Regions from separate parts of the Zea mays genome. Here region 1 is linked to region 2. The links are chromatin contacts, called in public Hi-C maps. All regions are on one chromosome and are shown on one strand. Each heading gives the region's core, a stretch centred on a gene start, on an enhancer-like site or on the middle of the called end of the contact. The rest is flanking DNA. Distances are from core to core; before and after follow the strand shown. Region 1 holds the start of LOC100272594. Region 2 holds the start of LOC100191816 (S-alkyl-thiohydroximate lyase SUR1).

Evidence for each region. A called contact is a pair of places that touch in the nucleus more often than the background predicts.
Region 1: a contact with region 2 is called in a Hi-C map of tassel, with 4 times the contacts expected there. The contact joins the promoter of LOC100272594 here to the promoter of LOC100191816 in region 2. A contact is called at or near these places in 14 of 25 Hi-C or Micro-C datasets (bundle sheath, ear, endosperm and 6 more) and 2 of 3 datasets of contacts at active chromatin or transcription factors (leaf and seedling).

The regions. Positions count from the first base shown.
Region 1 is chr4:5,039,662-5,042,361 of Zm-B73-REFERENCE-NAM-5.0, reverse strand. It overlaps LOC100272594, which reads right to left and starts at 1,436. Exons shown (of 24, transcript NM_001319976.1): 1 at 1,238-1,436; 2 at 536-906. The coding sequence starts at 1,359.
Region 2 is chr4:4,863,111-4,865,810 of Zm-B73-REFERENCE-NAM-5.0, reverse strand. It overlaps LOC100191816 (S-alkyl-thiohydroximate lyase SUR1), which reads right to left and starts at 1,358. Exons shown (of 8, transcript NM_001399081.1): 1 at 1,100-1,358; 2 at 667-974; 3 at 60-402. The coding sequence starts at 1,123.

The sequences.
Region 1 (2,700 bases), core at 187-2,686, 180 kb before region 2:
GCGACGCTCAAGATGAAGGGAGCAAACTGATGATAGAATCCACAGCCACCCAGTAATAAACTGCTATATTTTGCTACTCGAAATACGTGTGTTTATTTCTGAAGGACAAGTTTAATTAAGTATTCACTATTGGTTAGAATCAAATAAAACATAAAGGGAAACAATAAGGGGGTGCTTGAATGCACTAGAGATAATAGTTAGTGGCTAAAATTAGCTAGAGACATCCAAACACCCTACCTAATAGTTCAACTATTAGCTATTTTTAGTAAACTAGCTACTAGTTAGCTAACTATTTGTTAGCTAGCTAATTCTACTAGTATATTTTTAGCTTACTAACTATTAGCTCTAGTGCATTCAAACACCCCCTAAGACTGACGAAAACCACGTACAAATAAAGCTTTGTAACAGAATGCTTCATCACCTTAACAAAAGAAACCATCCCAAAAATTTGGAGAGAGAGAAAACAATAGCACATGCCATAGTAACTACTACTCCTACAAGCAGCTCAATAACCAGACCACTTTAATCCTCTAACCTTGGATCCCAGAATCAAGGAGAGTTGCAAACATTGTAGAAGGCGTTTCTCCTTCATGTGGCACATACATATCGTCCTCCAGTTTGACTGGCTTCAGCGTCTGCCTCACTGCTTGCCTGCCCGAACTGTAAGCTGCGCCTGATGCAGAACCGCCATCGAGAGATGTCCTTTTCGGCGAACCGAACAGTCTCAATCCATCCAAGCTTTCTACGTTGGAATAATCGGCAGCTTCCTGCTTTATGTCTTCAAGGAGTAAACCGGCATTAGGCTGTCTTGGGATGCTTTCTCCATCATATAACAGCCTTGGTCCAGAGGTCTTGGAGAGTGATCTTCCCAGCAGAGGAGAGACATTTGAAGAAGACAACCTCTTCCTGTAAATTGCAAAGCGAAACACATAATTAGCAACAGCAGTGACTAAGGTGACAGGACACTAGTGCAGCATATGCCTGGGGTATCGATGAACTGACACATCTTATAACCAATGAACCCATGGAGGCTCGAATTGGCACGCGCAAACCCAGAGCACATCTGGACGAGGCCAGAGACCATCGCAAATCAACCAATCCCCAAAACCCCACTCCCTCCCACCCACAACACATTTGAACCTCAACCATCCCGAATCAAAACTACACCGCCACACCCGCATCACCTACTCAGCAGCGCAGCATTTGGGAACGCAAATGGAGGAAGAGAACACCCGACCTGTAGCGGCGGTACTCCTCCCGACGGCCGGACGACTCCGGGTCGAAGTAGCTCGGCATCGCCGCCAGCGGCGGAGGCGGCGGCCTGGGCGAGCGCGACGACGGCGAGGGGTCCACCTCCATGGACGCAGTTGCTGCGCGGGCCGGGAGGGTTCAGCTAGGGTTTTGGTCCCTCGCTCGCTGGAGTCTGTGACTGACTGACTGCACGCCGAGATAGAGATGGCAACCCCACCGCCACCGGCTATATCGCATATCATACACACACCAAAAAAAATAGTCTCTCGTCTGTCACTCCTGAGCGTACCTATATCATATAGATATAGATCATTCGTACTCACAAAGATTAAGAGTGTGTTTGGTTTGACTTTTGGTTTTGACTTTTATCCCCTAAAAGTCAAAAGCTAAATCAAAGGACTGGATCAAGAAAGCAGCTTTTTTCAAAAAACTGACTTTCTCGCAGTGCAAAATTGAAAGCACCACTAGACCTGTTTTTAGTGACTTTTAGATGGAACTGTGAAAATGTATATCGAATAACTTTTAACGATTTTTATTAGTTTCGACCAAACGGTTTTTAGCTTTTTAACAGCTAACAACCCACAGCAGCTTTTCCCATAGCTCACAGCCCACAGCAGTTTTTTTCACAGCCACAGCCCAACCAAACATACCCTAAACATTTTACGGTTCTACATTATACAAATTTCTAATATATCCATCTAAATACAAAATTTCTAGCATCATTCGATCATCTATTTAAGAACACCATGAATAATTGAATAAAATAGCAACACTGGAACAGTATAATGTAACAGATTACATGTTTAATTGCATGGTTATCGTATAGATGTTAAGCCTACTATGACATTATCGCAAAAGGTTGTTAAACAGTTAAAAGATATAGATGACTTAATCACAAGTTCATGTTTTTAGACTAAGTTTATACCGGATATTTTATACCCACAGGTTTAACGGAAATGAAAAAGGTAGCACGTCTTAACGCACATTTACTCATTAGGCGAATGTTTTTGCCTAATAAAATAATTTAACCCATATACCTACTTAACAGAGTAAATAGTCATCGAATATCATTTTGGGCTTCGCTTGCTTCGTGGGCCTAATTGCTGGAAGACCTTTTTCTTTTATTTTAGATTGGAGAAGAGATTTATACAAGCAGTCTGCAAATTCAGCAGCTAATAATGCTTATCACCAAGAGCAGGGGAAGGTGGTGAACAACTGACAGACAGACGGCAGCACGCGCCACACAACCCGTGAGGCCCTGAAACCAACGTGCAATGGCTATCTCTATCTCACATTCCGCAACGGGCCCGTCAGGCCAGGGCCGTCGCTACTTGCTAGCAGCAGCGCCCAAGGCACGCCAGACAACCAGGACATGCTGGCTGTGCCGATGCAGGTTGCAGGGGTGGGCTCAGCTCAGGCGTTCAGGATTCAGATTCAGACGGCGCCTTG
Region 2 (2,700 bases), core at 109-2,608:
TTGGATATGAGCGAGCTTTGTTTGCAGATGAACTAATAACCAATCAGCGCAGCGCTCACCTGGCGGAGGTGGTGAGCGGAGTAGACGGCGCCGCACGGGTTGTTGGGGTTGATGACGACGAGGGCGGCCGTGGCGGCGTCGGCCAGCGCGCGCACGCCGGCGAGGTCGGCCTCCCAGCCGCGCCGCGGCAGCAGGTCGTAGAACCGGGGCTCGGCGCCGGCCACCTCGCAGGCGGCCTCGTACGGCGCGAAGCCCGGGCGCGGCAGCAGGACGTTGGCCCCCGGCGCGCCGCCGAGCACCGTGGCGATGGCGGTGATCGCGCCCGTGCCGCCCGCCGTCATGAACACGTCGGCCTCGTGCGTGCGGTGCACCGCGCCGGTCGACAGGTGGGCGGCGACCGCGCTGTTTGTTTGGTCGGTTGGTTCGGCACGGCAGACGGCGCAGCAGCATGCATGCAAGAGAGAGAGAGAGCAACCGTGGCGTGAGGGATGGTATGCATGAGAACGCAAGAAGCCACGTGGCTCGAGCTCGAGGTCCTGGTACGTGCCACGTGGACAGGACCACGTCCGCTGGATACTCGTGCTGTACTTGGCTTTGAAAAAATGGGAATTCGATGCGTGTGGTGTGGTGTGGTGTGAGTGTGATGGCTAGGCGACTGGGACTCACCGGCGGGCGTCGGGGAAGCCGAAGGACGGCGCATAGCAGTCGAAGGCGCCGGACAAGGCGGCGTGGGCGACGGCCTCGGCGGCGAACTCCCCGCCGCGGCGGAAGCATGCGTGGGAGGACGCGTCGCCGACGCCGAGCGAGATGAGGCTCCTCCGGCCGCCGCCCGCCATGGCCAGCAGGTCGCCCACCACGCCCCTGATGGACGCCTTGCGCTCCTCCGCCAGGACCGGGTGGCACCGGACCGCCGCCGCCTTGCCGCCGCCGCCGGGCTTGCGGCGGCTCTTCTCCAGCTCATCGTCCCGCGCTGCCTGCAGCAGGTGAAGCAGATAAACGCGCGGCGGCGGCGGCTTAGCCGTGACGAGCAGTGGTGGCGCATGTGATGATCCCATCCCATTTGCGTGCATGCGTCGCGTGCTGGTGGTGCGTGCCTTACCTGATGATGGGCAGTGGGAGCCATGCATGCATGAGACTATGAGAGAGAGTGAAGGAAGACCGAGCAGAGAGATTTCGGTAGGCTGTCCTGTCCCCAACTCCGAGAGAGAAGCATGTGGGGCGTACTTGTACTGCTTGCCCGGCGACGGTTGTGGTCCAACGAGACGACGAGACATGCGTGACCCGGGAAACTCGTCCGCTTGTTCGCTAGCGTCGATCGTCAGGACGTGCGGCCAGGGCGCCAGGCCATGGGATGAGAGAGAGAGAGAGAGAGAGAGAGAGAGAGCCGTGCAAGCTGCCAAGCAAGGGGCACGTACATGTCGTGTCAGCAGATAGAGCTCACAAAGCTTGCGGGACTACGCCAGCTAACCTAGCGAGCGAGAGTCCTGCAGCTCCAGTTGTCTGATTGTGACCACACATTCTATTCATTCTAGCCCTTGTCTTGCATCCACACAACGAGAGATGGAGAGTCGTTACATTTGGAACAATTCACACCGCGCGCGTACTTGTTCGGCTTTGTCATCTTGGATCTAAACTTGTTCCGCTTTGGTCCTGCTGAGGAATTCACAACGCTTTGTTCGACGCAAACTCGGTCTCGGCGGCGTGCTCGATTCAGGCATTCAGGCACGAGGAAGAAGACGGGGCTGCCAACAGGGGCCCACCCGTCGGCGGCCAAATACGAGTGATCGCGCGCGCGAACCCGAAGTCCCGAAGTGATGGGCGACTCCTAGCATTACGCTTACGCCTTCACTCCTTCAGCTGGTTGGTTGGTTTCGGGTGGATCCAGTAAACGAGCGCGGACTGGACTGTGGCCGGCTCGGCCCGTTCGCGTGGCGGCGAGGGCAGCCGGGGGCCGTGTAAACGGATGTTAGCCCACGAACAAAATACAAAAAAAATAGAAATCTTTTGTATTTCCAGAAGAAGAAAAAAAAGAGAATTCAAATCCAATTTTAAAATCCCAATTTCAAATCTGAATCCACACAGAATAAATATAGTGCTCCGGCTTCCAGTACACAAACATGATATTTTTTTTTTACATTTGCCCATGCATGTATTTATTTTTTTGGAAATAACTTAAGTTCCTAATACATATTAAAAGCACTTTAATTCAAATAAATCTTTCGGGAAATTCTATTTAGATTCCGAAAAAAATAGAAATCTGGGTGTTACAACAATAGGGCATCCCGGAGAGGTTTCAAACCAAAAGGTTGAGTACTTACCGAACGTACGTGTCCGACATGGCATTGTACATGACATGATACAAGGAAGTCGGATAGGCCTACAAATTAAGTGTACATTCGAGTGGCGGTACACTTGCCGGACGTATCCAGTGAGACACCAGACAAAAGCACCAGTTAAATATTATAGTAATGACTAGTTTTTGGCAACCATTCATTATCACCACAATTACAGACATTAATTGTTAAAGATATATTTGGCAACCAAGCATTAATCGCTAAGAATTACGCCAGAAACCGAGCAAGAGAATAAATAGTGGCGAAATCTATATACTAGCAGCGCCAGACTGCCAGTAGTGCAGACAATAAACTGCATCTATATGCTGCCATATATATGCATCCTTCGTCTTCGTGTGTGTATATA